Linked DNA regions of Mus musculus: region 2 is linked to region 1. A link is a contact called in public HiChIP or PLAC-seq data. All regions are on one chromosome and are shown on one strand. The core of a region is the stretch at or near the end of the contact, and the rest is flanking DNA. Distances in the headings are between cores, read along the strand shown.

Region 1 (5,585 bases), core at 2,457-4,956:
AACTGTCCCTGCATCCCTGCATCCCCGCATCCCGCATCCCTGCCTTGCCTTCTGGGCACCCCCTAAGTTATCTTTTGAAGGTAGGCAGGGTAGTCTCCTGCTAAGTTACCTTTTGAAAGTCTGTCTGCTTGGGGAGCAGGGGCATTTCTTCCTTTTTTTTCTTTCTTTTTAAAGGAATAATTTATACAGGACCCTTTTCTCAAATAGCTCAAGGCACTTCAGTGAGAGCCTCTGCAGGAAAAGAAGAGAATGGCCTGACCCCCCACATCAATAATGCAAAGGTGCTTCTTTTAATGAGGGGGCTGTCAATTTGACTTCCCATAGATCAGCAGAGGATCAAAAGTCACCAGTGGCTAACAGACCTGATTTGAGCAGGGGAGACAGTTTCCGGCCACTGTCCTGGCTATAGGCTGGCCACATCAAACAGCCACCTTGGAACCTGGGTGTTCTTTCACCTGCCTTTTGATCAGCCCCACAGCTGCAAACACAGGGTGCCTCAAAGGGGCCAGAGGACCTTGCTGGGTGATTCTTCCTAGTGAAAACTCGCTGGAGCTTATGTGGAGCAACCCATTCCTGTCCAGAGCGCCCACAAGCCAGCTTTTGGGAAACCAGATCAAATGATATTCAGCCAGACAACTATCCCAAATACTAAGACATATTGTAACTCCATCCCGTGTGCTGATCAAGGAGTACCGGGCTATACCCTCTCCAGCAGGACCCATCTCTTTGCATCCTCCATGCACACAGGTATTTCTTGCTGACAATGCTTGTACACATCGACCTTTCCTCCATGGCTCTGCCCCTTTTCCTTTCTACCCTTCCCACTCAGGAGCAGAGATTCAGAATGGCCCTTGGTTGCCCATCTTCTCCACTATGTGCCAGGTCTCGAGAACCATGTAGCACAGCACAGCTTCTTTGATAGCCCTCTCTGCCTAGCACAGGGTCAAGCCCAGTCAGTATCTGCTGACCCATATGGTGAAGGCTGACAGATACATTTTCTTTATAAGGGAAAAAGTAGCAATGAAGGAGGCAGTGGGGACGTGAGGTCTTCATCCTTTAACTTATTTATGCTTTAACTATAGTTGAAAATTAATCAACGTGAGTTCTGCAAGTACAGGGATTTTTGCCCATTTTCTTTACTCCCATTGATGCAAAAATATGATGACTTAGTTCACTGGCCAAGCTAGGAGGAAAACAGCCTTTAGGCTTTGTTAGAACTACTCAGTGAGTCCCAAACAAATCATAGCGTGTAGCAGGTCTCACGTGGGGGGTTTATTGGGAAGGATAATAGAAGCAGCCTCCTGGAGGGGGGGAGAAGAGAAAGGGGACTAAGGAAACCAAGGCTTTTATTGAGCCCGTGGTGCATGTGCAAGGGCACATGAGACATGGGCCATGTGCCAAGGGACAGACACAGGAACGCCTGTTGGGCTGCTAGAGGTAACTTGTCTGATTGCTAGGTCCCTCAAGAGCTGGCTGAAAAAATGCCTGACTGTCGTGCAGTCACTTCTAGCTGTCCACTGATGTGCCTGATTGCCAACCTTCCTCCTCTCGGTATCTTTCCTGGGGATATTTTACATTTTCCTATTTTAGGAAACTTGACACTGGCTAGAGTTACTAGAAAGAGGAACTTCAGTTAAGAAAGTAACTTCATTATGATTGCCTGTAAACAACTATGTGGGGCATTTTCTTGATCAGTAATGACTGATGTGGCAAGGCCCAGATAGATCACTAGGCAAGTGGGCAAGTAGGCCTATATACTTTTAAAAGTAGGATGAGCAAGTCAGAAAGCAGCATTCCTCCATGGCCTCTGTTTCAGCTCCTGCTTCCAGGTTCCCACCTTGAGTTTGTTCCTACCTAACTTCTCATCATGATAGACTGTAAGCTGTAAGATAAAATAAACCCTTACCTCCTCAATTTGCTGTTGGTCGTGGTGTTTCATCACAGTGAAAGAAAGCAAACTAGGACAATACTAAAACTCTGTCGCTGCAGATAGTGCTTGATGAAGTGGCCTCCTGCCTCACACCACATCACTTTAGGTGCAGTGCTATATGGGGCTGAGCAAGGTCAGCGCCCTGGGAACACTGGTGAATCCAAACTCCCTTGGCTCAAAGCAGCAGCAAAAGACTAGGTGCTGGAACTGGGTCTGTGCCTCAGCCCGACTCACTTTAGATCAACAATCCTCTGCTCAGTTAAAGAAAGGCACCAGTAGGCCATTCTTTGGGGAAGCATTTCTTGAGTCTAGGGAGACTTGCTTTTTACTAATTAGTGATGCATGCAGCAGACAATTTTATCAACAACTGTTTTCAGCAAAATGGCTGGCTCTCCAGGACTGTGAACTGTAGCTTTGACTATCTACCTAAGAGATGCTCTTTTCTGCCTAGTGAGGGCTAAACCATCAACCACTGGTGTTATAGAGAACTGGGGGTGGGGGATGTTTCTCATGTCAAGGGGTAAAGTGTAGGTAACTGGAGCGACGCGATGCCACCCACTCTCCAACCTCTATACCTGGCTGGGGGCGGGGGGTGGGGTGGGGTGGGGTGGGGGATAAGACAGCAAAGATTCCCTGTTCGTCATCATCCCTGGGACATTCCAAAGTGACACCTCCAGTGTGTAGCTGTGGCCAGAGAGTACTTGTAACTAACACAAAATAAAATGAAACAGAAACAAGAAACGTAACAAGAATACCAATTCAACAAACTAAACGGGATACACACACCTCCTGAGTCCACTGCCTCACACCCAGGACCTAGCTCCAAGGCCAACAAGACCGAGGATGACTGACCATTGACTCGATGGGAGACAATATTTAAAAACAAACAAAGCCGGGCGTGGTGGTGCATGCCTTTAATCCCAGCACTTGGGAGGCAGAGGCAGGCGGATTTCTGAGTTTGAGGCCAGCCTGGTCTACAGAGTAAGTTCCAGGACAGCCAGGGCTACACAGAGAAACCCTGTCTCGAAAAACCAAAACAAACAAACAAACAAGCCACAATGATAAACAGACATTTTCAGGCATAAAGAATGTTAAGAATTTACATAAGTAACCCCATATATACAAAGTGATTCCAATACCCCCAGAAGTTCAGCCAGTCCTTTAAATACACACCTGCAAACCCATACCTGAAGAGCCAGGACTCTTTTCCACCTACACAGGTCTTTGACCTACAAAGATTGCACCTCCGATTACAGCACACCATAAGTTTTTGGCTGCCTCTGTTATTAGTAATATTTAAATTCATTCGGTAGAGTTGTAAATTGAACAGATAAGAGAAACTTTTTGGAGCCTCCTTTCCAACGCTCTCATACCTTCCTGAAAAGTCAAACCTTCTGGCCTCTCTGGTCTCGGTAGGAATTGAATGCTGGGGTAATGCTATCTTCAATAACCCAGGAGTTAGCAAGAATGTGCAAGCCACAAAGTCCCCCGACCCCAAAACCAGCCCTAAAGCTTCAGTGTCCTCCAGACCTAGGAGAACCATGGACAGGTCTTGGACAGGGTAGCCCCAGCAACTGCCTAACCATGCCTAAAACTGGACAAGGGAGCTATTTTAGGTGATGACCCATCAAGCACACTCACCTCAGGTTCCTCAGGACCATAGCCCACCAGGAGGTCACAGAGGAACAGGGAGGGGGCCCTGGCTCCGAGGCTGCATCACAGTCCCTAGCGTCCATCCTGAGGTGCCTCCACTGCTGAGGGAGCTGCCACAGGCTTCCAGGGACCAGGCTTACCCTCTCCTCCCCTGCTGCTCTTGCTCCGCCCCCTTCCTCTACCCAGAGGAAAACTTGGCCACCTACCTAAGGTCACACCCATTGCAGAGGCTGGGGCTTCCTCCCTGGTTGGTCTCATACCCAGACAAGCAGGTGATGAATAGAAATGCATTGATACATAGATATAACTATGTATCCATTTGTTTCATTCTCATTGCTTTTCATTAAATATCCCTATGAGCTTTGGCAGATGCTTCCCTTGCTAGGCCCACAGAATAAAGTAAAAACTCTTAAAATCTTGACAGTAGTTTTCTAGGCACGGCTTTATAAGATCTGCCTGCCATTGCTGTCACAAGAATTTCTTTGGTTCCCTTTGTTTAAGAAACAGTTGAAAGACTGGGAAAAAAAAACTGCTTAGTGGTCAAAGGCACTCATTGCTTTTGCAGGCAATAGCACATAGTCTATAATTCCAGATCCAGATCCTTTGTGGGCACTAGGCATGAAAGTAGTGTTCAGACAGATCCACATGCAGGCAAAACACATAAACATGAAATAATATATGATTTATGTAAACACCCTTCGGGCCAAGGAATTATGAGCTACACAATGACTTCATGTATCCAAAATGAAGATCTTTTTGATGTTTTGTTTCCTTATTATCAGTATATAGCAGAGCCTATTCTCCTGCCAAGGTTAGTGGACACCTGAGCCAGCTGCTACCTGGTACAAGTTATATTCCTGAAGCTTTCTCCTAAGAGCAAGAGCCACAGGCCTGCCAGAGCTGCCTCACAGAAGCCATCAGGCTAAAGGGTGGGGATGAGGAGAAAAAAAAGATGCAATGTGATGCCAGCATCCAGGCTTCCTCCCAGAGCAAAGCGCATCATGCCCTGAAGCCAAATGTACTTTCCCCGCCCCCGCCCCCGCCCCCCCCCCCCCCCCCCCGTGTGGGTCCTCAGTAGGCTTTGACTGTGAAGCCCTGGTGCAGGGGACTCTTCCACTGGGGGAAATGGACCCTTTCAGAAAAAAAGACAGCAGTCAATAAGTGTGTGATTTCATTTCATAGAATTGGCAAGGACAGAGTCTCTGTTTCCTCTTTTAATCGCTCTGACCATGCTCATTTCAGGGGCAGAACCCAGATTGACCCTCTGCTTTCCCTGTGCCAGAGCAAGCACTCTCCCAATGAGCGATATCCCTCACCCCCTTTATGTCTACAGCTTTATGTCTAAAGCTTGAGATAAGACCCTCACTAAGTGACTCCGGCGGACCTTGAGTTCACTGCATCCCTTGCAGAACTTTAACTTTTGCTCTCTCTGCCTTGGCCTCAAGAGTAGGTGAGATTACAGGGCCTGTGCTGACAGGGCCATCTGCAGGGTGTCCACTTTCTGATTCACATCAAGATCAGAGCAATCAGATTAGGCCCAGTCCGTGTCAGCTGTTTGACAGCTCTCTCATTCTTGGCCTTACATGCCTGATAGGTGAGGCGGCTGCCAGTGAGAATTATCAGGGCCACACCTGCTGATGGGAAATGTTCTTAGGATCCCACCCCAGGAGCTGGCCACAAAGGTGGATGGTCTGGAATTTCAGAGACCTTGTGCAAGGCACCGCTGATGAGCCTCTGGACCGGAGAGCTCTGAAGAGACCCAAGAGCGTGAGGAAGGAGGGGGCGAAGACCAGTTAGCCTCGAAGGATCCCAAATTTTATTTCCAGGTTGAGAGAACTGGGGCCTGCCCTTTAGTTGAGCAAGACGAAGCCCAACTTCTGGGGAAATGTTTGAAATGATCAGCAAAGTCTCTATAGCTGAAAATTAGGGCATTCTCTTCTTGGTAAGATTTGTACATCAGTGCCCTGGGAGAGACATTCTCCACCCTAGACACCCTAGACAG
Region 2 (5,393 bases), core at 1,815-4,314, 74 kb before region 1:
TTCTTTCTTTGCACTCACATATCAACCTAGATGGTTTTTCTAGATAAAAACTTACTTTGACATAACATTTAGAAAACAAAGTTTCTATCAGAACATAAACTAGGAAATCACTATTTTCCCAAACCTATAGCGATGCCTTTAATGGCTAGCCATGCACTGAAACCTGAAGAAGGCTAGAGTCCAGCCCTGCTTTCTGAGGAATATAGACTAGCCAGTGTTTGTGATGGTAGAGGAAGTCTAAAGGAGCAGGAGAGGCCATGTAAGGTCCTCTCTCAGAGCCCTTGGTGGTGTCATCTGCTATGATCATCTCCTCTTTTACGTGTGTGTGTGTGTGTGTATGTATGAATGTGTGTGTTTGTGTATGTGTGTATGTGTAGGTCAGAAGTCACTTTGAGGGCCATGGTTTGTTTGGCTTTGGCGGTGGTGATTTTTGTTTATTTGTTTGTTTGTTTGTTTGTTTTTCTTCTTTTAAAGACAGGTTTTCTCAGTACTCTAAGGATCATCAAATATACCAGGGATCTCCTGCCTTTGCCTCCTCAGCTCTAGGATTACAACACACTCTGCACCGCCCAGCTTTTCTGTGTTCAATGGCTCCACCTCAGGTCTCTGTGCTTGCATGGCCAGCACTTTACCCACTAAGTTATTGCCTCTGCCTGGCCATAGCCTCTTTAACACAGTTGGTGGCACGGTCCCTCCTCACACTCTATGACTGAAGCGTTATGAGATCTACCTTTTGCCCATGTCGAAGAAATGTTCAACCCCAAGGGACAGGGTGGGCTCACTGACTAGATACCAAGTCAAGAAAATAATGCACCCATCGTTATCCTTGCTCCCAGAAAGACTCCTGTGCCCTTCAACAGACAGGAGATCTAGGACCCACCTGCACGAAGACATCCCTAGCAAAACTGGAAAATTGCCTTTGCCTTTGGAATCTTCCAAAGTTTGAACAGTTTAGATACCGTCCATGACAACAGGGCAGTCATGGTGGTGGCAGCACGAGGGGCTGGCCACGTTGCACCACAGTCAGGAAGCATAGAGGGGCGAGCACTGTTGCTTTCTCCTGTTTTACTCATTCCAGAACCCTTTCCCACAGGACGGTGCCAATGGCACCAACCACCTTCAACATCTGTCTTCCTTCCTCATCTCTGAAAACACCATCACTACCCAGAGGCATGCCTGGTACTCCATTATTCCAACTCCAGTCAAGTTCACAATGAAGACTCATTACCACAGAATTCAAAAATGATAACTTTAAAAAAATTAAAAAGAAAAAAAAGCTAGGTTTTGCAATCTGCCAAAGGACCTGCTCACTGGGATTTCCTTCCCACTTCATCATTTGCCTCTTAGTTTTATTTTTTTATTAGATGTTTTCTTCATTTACATTTCAAATGCTATCCCGAAAGTCCCCTATACTCTCCCCCCAACCTGCCCTGCTCCCCAACCCACCCACTCCCACTTCCTGGCCCTGGCATTCTTCTGTACTGGGGCATATGATCTTCGCAAGACCAAGGGCCTCTCCTCTCATTGATGGCTGACTAGGCTATCCTCTGCTACATATGCAACTAGAGACACAGCTCTGGGGGGTACTGGTTAGTTCATATTGTTGATCCTCCTATAGGGTTGCAGACCCCTTTAGCTCCTTGGGTACTTTCTCTAGCTCCTTCTTTAGGGGTCCTGTGTTCCACCCAATAGATGAGATTTTGCTGACAGGACCCTGATATCGCTATCTCTTGTGAGGCTATGCCAATACCTGGCAAATACAGAAGTGGATGCTCACAGCCTCTTAGCTTTAAGTCAAGCATTCTGACCAAACTCTGCACTCACTCTCAGCTCTGGGTATCTCTGGCTCAATCAAATCCAACCCTTACCCTGTCTCATAGGACCATGCTGTCCTCAAAGCCATTGCATGAAGCCACTTAGTTTTCATCTGCCCCAAAGGCTGGAGCCAAAACCCTGGAAGCTGGAAGGACCAGGATCTGAAACCGCAGTTAGATCTGTGACAGTAAAACTTTCACTTTTAGGGTAATAGCTGGTTTATATGAATTAAGTAACCAAACTCCTTCTCTGGCCTCTAATAGTTAGCTTTGTTTAGAAAGAAAAAAAGAAAGAAAAGAAAGAAGGAAAGGAGTGATAGACAGGAAGGAAAGAAGGCAGGCAGGTAGGCTGACACGGACCCTCTAGATGGCTCAGCAGGTAAAGGCATCTGCTGCCAAGCTTGACCGCTCTGGATCGATCCCAGCAACCATCACGAGAGGAGAGAACCAACCCTGGACCACTACGTGTCTGTGTGCACATTTGAGGACACACGCGTACAGTACATACATTTTGAGAAAAAAAAAATTGACATCTTAAAATGCCTCATGTTTACCTTTCCAAAGTTTAAACACCATCACATTCGGATCTGGTATAAAGATCACACACCAGTATGTCTCCTGAACACGGGACAACTGGTTCCTGGAGTGCTCTCTCCTTCTCCCTCCCTCCCCTTCCCCCACGCCCTCTTATCCTTATGCCTCATTTGGTCAAAGAGCAGTGCAAACAAGGGGTCTCAAATCGAACGAAGTCTTGTCCCCCACTGAGACTAAAGCTTTCTCAACAGACCCCTTGACTTTTACACCAACTGTGGCCAACTACTGTGGGTTAGTCCAGCCTGGGCCTAGGAGTCAAGAAACCCCAGTCCTGCGTCCTCAGAAAAAAAATAAATAAACCAACCAACCAAGGCCCCCTTAGAACCCAGGATAGTACTATGCCTAAAAACTGGGAAGCAAGACCGGGGCAATCAGGGTTAAATCACACTGACCCTACAATGTCACCCTGGGAAGCAACCGTGGAACCCACTGAGAAGAGGCAATGGCTTTACTGGGAACTCAACAAGCGAGCCAGCCGAGGCCTCCTTCCACACCGAGAGACGCGGTCAGAGCCTTTGCGCACTACGTGACCTGGACGTTCTGGGAGCGGCCGAGGGGCGGTGCCCGCAGCCGCAGCACCGCCCTGGGGCTCCCACGCCCCCCTGGGGGGGCGTCACTCTGGGAGCCACGGGTGGGCGGGAACCCGGAGAGGGGCGGATCCCCAACTCCCCAGCGTCTCAAAAGCAGCAAGTAAGGAAGGGAGGAGGCCAGTCCTGCAGCCCGGAGACCGTTCTGTGCTCCCTCCGCCCGCAACCATGGCAAAGCCCCTGACCGACCAGGAGAAGCGACGGCAGATCAGCATCCGAGGCATCGTGGGCGTAGAGAATGTGGCCGAGCTGAAAAAGGGTTTCAACCGTCACCTGCACTTCACTCTGGTCAAGGACCGCAATGTGGCCACCCCCCGCGACTACTACTTCGCCCTTGCGCACACAGTGCGCGACCACCTGGTGGGGCGCTGGATCCGTACACAGCAGCACTACTACGACAAGTGTCCCAAGGTACCAGGCGAAGGGCGTTTGTCCCCCCTCCCCTCCACTCCCTGTCCTGGTCTCGAAGTCTAGGCCAGCAGCAGGACATAGGCTCGGCCATCCCTTCCACCTCCCCCACAGCGGTGTGCCATCCTCAGGGCTCCACTGTGGTGTGAGATCCGGAGACCAGCTGGTGGCAAGAGCCCACGCTTCCCTCTCTGGCGAACTAAGCAAACTATGGAGTTTGCTCAGCACTTAACCAAGGGGGATCCTGCGCCTCCTATGTGATCCGTCCAGGTTCCGGGGGCCCTGACAATCCGCTCAGGTCCAGGGGGCCGGGAAGGGGCACAGAAAACAAAAACATACAAAAGCCTAGCCTTAGAGGGTCAAGCTTAGTGTTTAAGGAAAGGAGAGGGAAGTTTAGAGTTCCTCTAATAGTGACCCTGCCCAGGCCTCAGGGCTGCCTAGCTTAGCTGTGCAACAAAGATGGGGGAGGTCCCGGCCCAGGGCCCAGACCGAGTGGAGACTGCAGTTCCTGAACTTTGTGCTGACTGCCTGATGGGCCTTGCCAAGAGACTCACCTGAAGCTATCCCTGTAAAAACACCCTTCTCCCTTCCAGAAGCCTTGTGGAGGCCCCAGAGATGTGGGGGACACCACATTTAGGCAACCAGCTCCTATTTCTACCAAGGGCCAGAATGCGGAGTCTCTGGGGTGGTGGACATGTGGAGGAACACCACCCCATCATGACCAGTCTTGGAAGAGAACCAGAGCTAATGTGAAAGGTTGGGGAGGAGCGGACAGGGAGAGTGCAAGGCGGCAGCAGCCTTATGGGGGATGGTGTGGTGAATGTTTTGGAAGAGAAAGCTGGAAAAACTGGCTTTGGAGTTAAGTTGGAAAAGATGAACAGCAGACCCTGGTGGCAATGGGAAATGCGGATACATACTTACTACTTAGGCGTTTCTAAATACATAAGAACATCGAGAAAATCTATCTCTACCATTTGTGCCTGAGAACTATAGGAAATTTCCAAGACTGAGGGATAAACTCCTATAGTAAGATACTGTGGTTCTAAGAGCCTAGCAGACTGCTACCCAAACAGGACAACTGCTAATTTGTATCCTTCCAACTCTAAACCTTTGCTTAGAAAAGACTTCAGGTCCACATTCATGACTGTGTCTTTTTATCCGTACAACAAGCTGCACCTTGAGTTAGAATTTTTTAGAGGTGGTACAGGACTTGCCTGAGTTGGAGCAACATTTTGGAAACACACAAACGCAACCGCTACTCTGTAGCATTTAGCATCCCAGCACAGAGAGATAGGTTGTTTCTGCTCCACGGGTAATCTTCCTGGTTCAATGGTTAGTTTTTCTCCTGACTCTTCCTTCCTATACAAGGGCAGAGTAGCAGCAAACATGTTGCATAACTCTTCTTAGAAGAGCTTGGAAGTTCTTAAAAATTGACTTCATGCAGGATCGTAGTGTTTGCTGCATGATGGTCTCTGTGGAAACTGGACAGTTACAGTCCTCGAAGAGAACTTGGGTAAAACCAGGAGGTGTGCCCAAGCTCCTTCCCCAGCCTTGCTCCCTGGTGTGCCCACAAGTCACCAAGTCCTGTTCCCTAGCCCAGTCCCTGTGGAAGCATGCCAAAGGTTTAATGATACTGAAGCCTCGTCCTGTCCCCTCAAACTCAGCACACAGAAACTCAAGTCACGTTCCTTCAAATCCTGACCTGCCCTCTGTGTTTTTTTAATTTAATGACTCCGTGTCACCACCATGACAGTCGCTACAGCCCAAAACTTGGTCTTAGCTTTTGACTTTCTTTTATATTCCCCTTTCAAATTTCTGCACTGCCCATCAAACTTCCCACTCTCTTCCAGCCTCTGCGTAGCTGAGAGGGCCTACAGGTCTGTTGTAAGGGATTCTCAGCCATGACCTCACTTCCCTGGAAGTGTAAGCCAGCAGCCAGAGGCTTACCATGGCTAACAGGCATACACCTCTTTGCCAGAGGTCCTCCTCT

Evidence for each region. HiChIP or PLAC-seq counts read pairs in DNA pulled down with a chosen protein or histone mark.
Region 2: a contact with region 1 is called in an H3K4me3 HiChIP or PLAC-seq map of bone marrow-derived macrophages, with 2.7 times the contacts expected there. The contact joins the promoter of Pygl here to the promoter of Abhd12b in region 1. A contact is called at or near these places in 3 of 39 promoter capture datasets (HPC-7-derived erythroid cells, macrophages and neural stem cells), 18 of 484 Hi-C or Micro-C datasets (the G1E-ER4 cell line, the HPC-7 cell line, the N1E-115 cell line and 12 more), 4 of 115 datasets of contacts at active chromatin or transcription factors (bone marrow-derived macrophages, embryonic stem cells and memory CD8 T cells) and 3 of 9 other capture datasets (adipose tissue, liver and pancreatic islet).

Annotation. Positions count from the first base shown.
Region 1 is chr12:70,152,252-70,157,836 of GRCm38.p6, reverse strand. It overlaps Abhd12b (abhydrolase domain containing 12B), which reads right to left and starts at 3,706. Exons shown (of 13, transcript NM_001195033.2): 1 at 3,572-3,706. The coding sequence starts at 3,666.
Region 2 is chr12:70,225,354-70,230,746 of GRCm38.p6, reverse strand. Pygl (liver glycogen phosphorylase) reads left to right here and starts at 3,064. Exons shown (of 20, transcript NM_133198.2): 1 at 3,064-3,406. The coding sequence starts at 3,164. F730035M05Rik (RIKEN cDNA F730035M05 gene) reads right to left here and starts at 2,906. Exons shown (of 5, transcript NR_045174.1): 1 at 2,369-2,906. It overlaps Gm38467 (a long non-coding RNA gene), which reads left to right. Exons shown (of 3, transcript XR_381644.4): 3 at 1,094-1,395.